2 separate regions of the Gossypium hirsutum genome follow, and region 2 is linked to region 1. Evidence: chromatin contacts called from public Hi-C data. All regions are on one chromosome and are shown on one strand. The core of a region is the stretch at or near the end of the contact, and the rest is flanking DNA. Distances in the headings are between cores, read along the strand shown. Region 1 has its middle 26 kb from the start of LOC107909699. Region 2 holds the start of LOC107909697 (ARM REPEAT PROTEIN INTERACTING WITH ABF2).

Region 1 (4,479 bases), core at 919-3,418:
TAAAAAGTACTTTTGAAATAAAATTATTGTTAAACAATATGTTTTTAAGCTAATAAAATTTTTTGCAAAAGTACTTTTTTAATCAAAAAGAAAAGTAAAAAATTTTAACTTTTCATCAAAAGTGTTTTTTTACCCAAAAATACTTCTGAGAAACAAAGCTAAACTTACTCTAAACCAATGCTATCCAACCATGAAGATAGCATGGCATAAAGAAAGTGAATCAAATTAAAAATTTTGAATATTTTTTTAGTTTATTTAATTTTTAAATTTAATCGATTTTCATGTTTGATTCAATTAATTTATTCAGACGATTCTTTATTTTGACATTTTAAATCGAATTAACTTATTAAGGTTATAACCTATAAAGCTAAAAGCCCATAATCTATTTATACACCCAAATCTAAATTTAAACTTTAAACCCAAATACCTATTAAAATTTAATACTCTTAATAGCTCAATTCCATTAATATTTAAAACTCAAATTGATAATTTAATTTTTTTAATGATATTCATTTTTAATTTTTAATATTTAATATACAAAAACCCGAATTGATATATGCCCATTAAGAATAGTAGAAGACATGGAAATTGTATGTTGGTAAAATAAATATTTTTTGGGTTGATTAAAATGTTTGATTTGATTTTTAATATTTTTATAATGAATTTTTATAAAATTAAAAGTAATACGAAGAAAGAAGATAATTAAAAATATCTAAAAATTGCAAAACCAAATAGAACCGAAAATTTTCAATTTGATTTATTTAATTTATGTAAATAATTCAATTTATTTTATTTTTTATATAAAGAATCGAATCGACTGAATTTACACCCCTAAAAATAAGTGGTTGGTTTTTTTTATAGCAAGTAAATGTATTGTGATATTGTAGTCGGTTTTCGATTTTCAGGTATTTTACCAATAAAAGCCCTTTTTTTTAAAATTTACCGAAATGGGCCAACTATTTAATTATTTACCGGAATGGTCCATTTTCCGCGAAATCGCGTCCACGTCAGCGCGATGTCAGGGTACGGGCCAGGAAATCGCGTCCACATCAACGCGACTTGCTAACGTGGACGGAAATCGCGCCCTAGAGGACGCGATTTGCTGACGTGGCATGAACAGTTTATGTTTTTTAGCTTGAAAAAAATTGTAAGGCCATAACTTTTGGCTCGATTGTCCGATTGAGACGATTTATTTTATTTCGAATAACTTTTCGAGATCTACGCGCTGACAAACTTCTTAGAGATGAATAGGGACGAATTTGTAAAGTATAATTTGTTAGTTACGAGTTAGGGACTAAAGTGTAATTATTTCAAAATTAGCATGAAATTTTTGTATTTAAGAATATTTGAATGTCATGGAAGGATGAAATTGAATTTGAATTGAAAAACGAAGCTTAGATTTGAAAATATGACTATTTAGGTTTTTGGGACAAAATTGAATAAAATGGAAAATTTTAGGGAACTTCTCAAAAGTGGAATGAGCTGACTTATACCTATAACAGGATGATATAAGACAATTCTGTAAAAAAAGATCCGGTGTTTACTTCAAATAAATAAGGAAAATAATGATTTGAATGTTTCAAAATTCAATTTTAAACTGAAAAAATCAAAATTTAGGGGCAAAAAGGATCTTTTTCGACGAAAACTGTGGCAAACCGCCTTCGGCAATTTGTCAGCGTGTAGATCTCAAAAAGTTATTCGAAATAAAAAAAAATCGTCTCAATCGGACAACCGAGCCAAAAGTTATGGCCTTTCAAAGTTTTCCAAGCTTAAAAGCATAAACTGTTCATCCACGTCAGCAAATCGAGTCCTCGTAGGCGCGATTTGTGTCCACGTAAGCAAATCGCACTGACGTGGACGCGATGTTCTGACACGTACCCTGACATCGCGCTGACGTGGATGCGATTTCGTAGAAAAATGGTCAATTCCGGTAAATAATCAAAAAATTGACCCATTTCGATAAATTTAAAAAAAAAACTACTTTTTTTGATAAATTGCCCTCGATTTCCATCCCTCATTAATTCTGGTAGATATAATTATGGAGTATCATAAATGGGGTTGATCCCCCATGATATTGAAGTTAAAGCCCAGTCTAAATGTGTCCCCATGTGCCAAGGAATCAACCCATTCTTCAACAGTTTTAAAGTAATGCCCTGGAGAAAGTTAGAAAAACCCATAATCATGCAATGAATGCTGAACCAAAACTTCTTCTATCATATGAGCCTAAACTCCACATAATTTTATCAACTTCGAGTTCGGCTCTAATGGGCTTCTACCTTCACTCCTATAATTTACTTCAGTTGCTCATGTTTTTCATAAACTCATTGCATATTATTTTATTAATAGATAAATTTTTATTTTAGTCACTTAATTAAAAAGATACTATAATTTGATCATTATTGTTTTCAAAATTATTACTGTTTTCACTCAACCTTAAGTAGTTAATGATGACATTTTTTTAGTTAGTATAAGAATAATTTTAATCCTCAATTCTTCTTCTTTTTATTAATTTGACCTTGGTTTTATATAAAATAAAAAAAATTTAAAATTATTTAATAAAAACTAGATATTTCAATATAAAAATTAAATATAAAATTTCAAATGTATACTTCCTCGAAACCATATTAGCAATATTTTCAAACTGAGTTCCATGTTGTTGAAGAATTTCTTCCATAATTGATATTATAGAGACTTATGAAATCAACTCTAATATCATTTCTTTAACAAAAAAACACAAAATATATTACGAAATTTTCTTTTTCAGACTCAATTCAAAATTTCAATTAATTCAAATTTATCTTTTAAAACTCAAATCGTAAAAACAAATTATATTCTAATTTTTTTTCTTTTCTTATAAAAACCAAAGAAGTCAAAAATAGAGAACTACCAATTTTGCTTAATGTTTCTAATTTTTCTATTTTTAAAGAATGGGTATTCAATATTTTTATACAAATACTACAAAGAAATTTTGGAGGGTTTAAAAATAATTTTACCTCATTTTCTCTCACTTTATGAATTTTTTGAAATTTTATCTATTTTTATTTTTTTGAATTTTTATATTCTTCGGAACTTTCTAATTTTTTAAAAAAAATTCTATTTTTATCATTTTTATATAAAATCAAGATTAAATTGACAAAAAGTTTAAAAGCCGATAACTAAAATTGTTATAGTACCAACTAAAAAGTGCTCCTGTTAGCCACTAAACCGTCAGGTGATCAGAAAAACAATTTCAAAAAACGATAATGATCAAAATTGTAACTTTTTTTTTAATTAAGTGACAAAAAAACTTAACCATAATTAAAAGACTGATAGTATAGTTTGCTCAAATCTAAACATTAAGAGAACCAAAACCCTGTTAAAATTGTATCAACTTACAAATTTTTTAAATATATATTTTTTTAAATATTCAAATTCAATTCTACATTTTAGGTAATAGTAGAAACCCTTATACTAAGAGTTAGATTGCATTATGTCCCTTTTATTCAAAAAAATGAGCAAATTAATCCATATACGTTTAATCAAAGAGTAAACGGATCATTTTGTTAAAAAATGCATCCATATCTATTATTCAAAATAGGTCCCTCTACGTCAGCATGAGGTACACGTGGTACACACGTGTTACCAGGGGTGTATCCAGGGGCTGGCAGGGGCCCTAGCCCCCCTAAAATGGAAAATTTTCCTTTGAGTCATTTTTTATTTTTAAAATTTTAAATTAGTAAAGGTAAAATTACACTTTGACCCTCTTAAAATGATAAAATTTTGATTTAATCTTTTAAAAATTACATTTTTATTATTGTAAAAATTACAATTTAATTAATTTTATGAATTCTCCAAAAACCAACTTGCTTTTTAATTTAATAATAATTAACTTACTTCTTTTTAAAGTAGAATCACGTTTAGTACAAAAGCCTTCTATCATTTTTTTAACTAGAAATTTTTTTCTTTTCGAGGGAATGCTAGTTAGAGTTTTCTTTTATTTAATATATTGAACATTTAATTTGAAAGCTAATGTTGAACATCTGTATTTATTTTATTTTTGAAAGAACATCTAAGCTTTATTATAAGGGGATATTTGGATATATAAGTTCTCGTATTCAAATTTTTAATCAAACAGCCACATGAGGTTGGTGACAATTTTTTTTATTCATTTTAATCACATGAGGTTAGGGCATTGGAATATTTAAAGTTTATGAAAAACAGTTAAATTTAAATCAAAATTTGATCTAGTATAGTGTTATTTACGATTTTTTTTCTCCTGGTAAAGTGTTATTTAAGAACTAAATAAATTGTTTTATTATGTAAACTGTTCCTGTCATTTTTACTTTTAAATATGTTTAAGATAATTTAATAGAAAGTCAACTTTAGTTGAATAAAGTATCTCTGCTGAAAATAAAGTTTTATATTCTAATAAATGATTTACATATAATTAAATTAAACAGAAAAGAATCATTAAAATTTTAAAGTTGTTGATATCGTTGA
Region 2 (4,479 bases), core at 603-3,102, 86 kb before region 1:
GTAGCAGAGCAGAACTACTCCGTGCAGTTGTGCCTTGTCACCGCATCTAAGCAATCTCATCAAAGGTGGAATACCGTTGAATTCGATTATCGACTTTGAATGATCCATACAGAGAAAATTCTCTGGAGATGCAAACTTCTGCAATGCAATGGCAGCTTCCACTGCTACTTCTTGATCCTTATTACCAAGTTGTGTCACCAAAGGACCGATCACTCGAGTCTCCCGAGCCGGGAAAGTCCTTGCCAATGAACCAACTGATCTAATAGCAGGAACTTGCAATATAGGACTATCCAATTCCTTGGTCACCCTTAAAAGCTGATCGATAACAGCCTTAGCAGCGGGGGAATTCGTCTTAAAAGCTGCACGTCTAAGATCGGAATTGGATTCAGCAGCAGCTGTAATCTCCATTATTGCCATCAAACAATTATACTGCAATTCACCTTGTTCCTTCTCCACCAATTTAGCCAAGCAAAGCAATCCTTTTGTCTCAGTTATCCTCCTACTATTTGAAACACTGCCTTTAGCAAGCATCCATAAAGCTTCAGCACAATTAATTTTCAACTGAAGTTTAACTTCAGGCTTCTCATTTTCTCTTTCTTTCCTATGATTTCCTCCCCTACTACTCCCTTCCATATGCAAATTCGAGTAGGAGTTCGAATACGGTCTATAACTATAGTTTCTCGAAGTCGATCCAGCAGAAGAAAATTTCTGATCGAACTATAGAATGAATGCTTTGCTTACCCAACTGTGTCTTAGAATCTTCCACAAAAGTCTCGAACGATAACAAAGTGACCAACGGCCTAATCACATTCTCTCTGGCGAAATCCTCTTGAGCCACAGGGTCATGCTCCGCCATTCTCACCACTAGTTTTGCTACCGGAATTTGAACCTTCATAAGGGAATCTCCCAACACTTGAACCACAATTGGAACCCCCATTTCATCGACAATACTCCTAACTCTTTCCTGCTCGTTTGCTAAAACAAGAAGCGCATTAGCCGCTGCGATTTGGGCATCCGCTGAAGAGCTTTCTTTGAGAAGCTTTAACAAAGGAGGGATGCCGCCTTCTTCGACGGTTATCTTTTTGTTTCGGTCGTTGTCTCGAGCGATAGACGCGAGGTTATTAGCAGCTTCAATTCGATCGGTTAATTGGCCCATTTGGACGGTGGCGATGTAAGACCAAACCCAGGAAATAATCGGGTCGTTGCTAGCGATCGGGGGGAGGGAAAGGAAGATTCCGCTGGCAGTACCGTTGTTCTCGGTGTCGAGGACTCCCATGAGCCACTTCATGTCGCCGATGGAAGCGTCCAGAAGGTTCAACACTTTGCGGAAATCGGTGGCACTCGTGATCCTCACGACTCGACGCAAGATGCTCTGCCTCTTGCACTTTCGGACTAAGGTGAGGGCTCGCTCTAGATTCTTGGAGACCTCGGAGACTACCCGGCGAATCGGGCGTTCGTAGAGGGCTTGAACCGAGGTGGTGGAGCGGACCAGGGTTCGAAGCATTTGGGAAAGCCGATCTACTAGCTTCCCCACCTCCCCACAATCAACTTTAAACGACTCCGCCTCGTCCGCCGCCGCCCGAACTCGCTCAGCTAGCATAATCGGATACGAAAGCTCATCCTCGATTCTTTTCTCCTCCGCCGATCCCATCATCAACTCAATGAGTTAATACGTTTGGTGAGTCCTGGGCGAGTCAAGAAGTAGAAAATCAATCAGCCTTAGCTAGCTGCTACTGACGTTTCTTTTAGGAAGCTCCTCCTCTTCTAGGGAATTGTGCTGTTTTTTTTACACCATTATTGGTATCCCACTTTCCACGCAGCGCGTGAATGGAAAAACAACGATAATAGTAAATGATAATAATAACAAATTAAAATGCACCAAAAGAAGATGACGAGGAGTCAATTGATTAAGTTTTTTACATTTCGTAATAGGAAGGTGAAAAGCACTTGCTCGGAAGCATCACTTGAAAATTATTCCTTCCTTCCTTTTCATTTTCTTTTACTGGTTTCCGGTCAAAGCATTCTTTTCCATCTATTTTTAATTTATATTACTTTAATTTTCCAATTACTTTCGGACCATCTTAATTCATACTGCAACTCAACACATATTCTGATAATTAATACAACTGTAAGACAAGGGTTGGCGTCACATTTTTTAGCCCATATAGACAAAAATATAAAAGAATTATGAGACTGGAAAGAAAGAAAAAACCCTTAGCCGTTGACCCGATGATGTTGTAGAAAAGATAAACAGAGTGATGAAAATTTTGAATTGTTGACCACGCAATTTGTGTTCTATTTTCCGTGCTTAATTACTATTTTATTCATTAGTTTTCTAACAAGTGACTCAGACATTCCTTGACTAAGCAGCCCAACACCCCATCAAATTATTTGATGATGAAATCTATTGAGCAATCTTCTGCAATTAATAAAATAATTGCATTTTTAAGGGAAAAATGGAGTGATAATTTTTACGACCACCAATATACTCAGACAAGAACTATCATTATTATTCAGAGGTTCAAACTACATTACGATTCTTTAACAGTAAGATAGAAATGTTGATGCTTATTTTAGTACTAAATAATATGGGGCATATGGCTCAATTATTGGATCTTTGATGAAAATAATGTTGCTCACTGCTGAACTCCCTTTTGAACATATCAATTCAAAGGCTTAGCAATTATAATGTCTTGGATAGAGTTCGTTGACATATTATTTTCCTTACATGCATACATGGTGGGTAAAGTAGCATGGAGTTGTATGTAGTTAAAGTTTGATTGTATTTTGTTTTTTCTACTTAAAAATTAGATAAATTCATCTTTTTTATTAAAAAAAATTATTTATTTGTACTATTAAAAACTAGTATGAATGACGAAATAACTTGACAATGACATGTGTATGCCACGTATATCTCATACTGACGTATAAGAACCAATTTTTAGCAATAAAAATGAATGAAATTTATAACAAAAAGAATTACTTTGCTTTTTGATATAATGTATATAAACTAATTTGCCTCTTTTTTAATAGAGAAAGAAAAATGCAATCCAACTCTAAATACAAGGACTTTCATGATACTTTTATTATATACGATATTAATTTCTCATCAATTATGCATTCACATCTTATTCAATTTGTAAAATAAATTATAAAGCTCAATGAATTAATACGAACAATATCTTAGAAATAAGTGTTTATTTAGTATTATAGTTTATTCTAGTTTATAGTGATTGGGGTGTCATTGAGCTAACCCAAGCTCAAACAATAAGAAGCTCAAGTTCTATTAGATATTCAAGGGTTGAAGTTTGGCTAGCTCAAACTTGATACTAAGATTGAACTACTAACTTTGCTTAATTAGGCTTGTTGATTATGCGAAACCCCCTCCCCTCAATTCTCATGTTTGATTTCAAGTTGGATTATTTATGCTTTTTGAGTTAAAATTAACTTTTCAATACTAACTGCAATATGGGTCCACTTATTTAAGCTAGGCTAGATAATGGTCGATTGAATTCAAGTTATTATTCTTGTTGTCCATTTTTTTTATAGCTAAAGCTAAGTAATTTGCAAATGAAAATGATTTCTGTCCAAAATGTGCTTGGGTTTTGGGCATTTAAAAGCTCAAGTTTACTCTCATAGAATTTTAAAATAAAATTTTAATTTTTTTTCTCATGTAAAAGTATTACTTTTCTCTATAAAAGTATAATTATTATGTTTAACTTCCCAATATACCTAACTCAATACTCATTAGTTAACTTATTTATTTTTTATTTAAACCCCCCCCCCAAAAAAAAAGAAGAAGCATAATTTAAGAAAAATTGAAACTTAATGAAATTTATCTTCTGTACTATTAATTAATGAAATCCATTTCACCGAAATATTACACTGAATCTTAAATTGATCTATTAATCTGAAAATGGAGTGAACAAGTTCAATTCATATTTGATTTTTTTATTATATATTTTACCCATCATTTTAAAGTTTAATTCATATTAAATCATGAAATCTGCCCTTTTTCTTTCTTTCTTTTACATCCCTAATATTCTTTCTATATAAACCAAGTTTATTTTTCTCTACATCATAGCATGCAATGGTGGAGCCACACGTAAAATTGTGAGGTCAATTAATTTCATAATTTTTTAAAAAATTACTTTATAAAAAGTAATATAAGTAGTAAATTAAGTTATTAACCCAATAGCAATATTTTCTTTCAATATTCATAATTTTTTTCACAAAATTTTCTTATTCTCTCATACTCTCTCCATAATTTTTACAAGATAAATTATCAATATTTCAATACTTTTAAGTAGGTTTCTCTAATTTGATAACAATGCTTCTTTTCTTTTCAAGCTTTATCGATTCATCTCTAAAAAAAAATTAAAATTGTGGCTTTACTTGTGATAAATTAGAATTTTTATGCAAGATTAAGTTTTTTTTGATGGAATAATTTTGGGATAATGATTTTGTATAAGATTACTA

The links. Hi-C and Micro-C count contacts between places; a contact is called where the count stands out from the background.
Region 2: a contact with region 1 is called in a Hi-C map of leaf, with 4 times the contacts expected there. The contact joins the promoter of LOC107909697 here to the enhancer-like site in region 1. A contact is called at or near these places in 3 of 34 Hi-C or Micro-C datasets (leaf and petal).

The regions. Positions count from the first base shown.
Region 1 is chrD02:60,263,165-60,267,643 of Gossypium_hirsutum_v2.1, reverse strand. No RefSeq gene overlaps it. Among protein-coding and RNA genes, the nearest start is that of LOC107909699, 26 kb to the right of the region's middle. Within about 2 kb of position 2,168, at least 2 of the 9 cell types and tissues checked have an H3K27ac peak or open chromatin away from gene starts, as enhancers often do. A contact at or near this core is called in leaf, where this site is marked.
Region 2 is chrD02:60,348,440-60,352,918 of Gossypium_hirsutum_v2.1, reverse strand. It overlaps LOC107909697 (ARM REPEAT PROTEIN INTERACTING WITH ABF2), which reads right to left and starts at 1,852. Exons shown (of 4, transcript XM_041088920.1): 1 at 717-1,852; 2 at 1-715. The coding sequence starts at 1,654.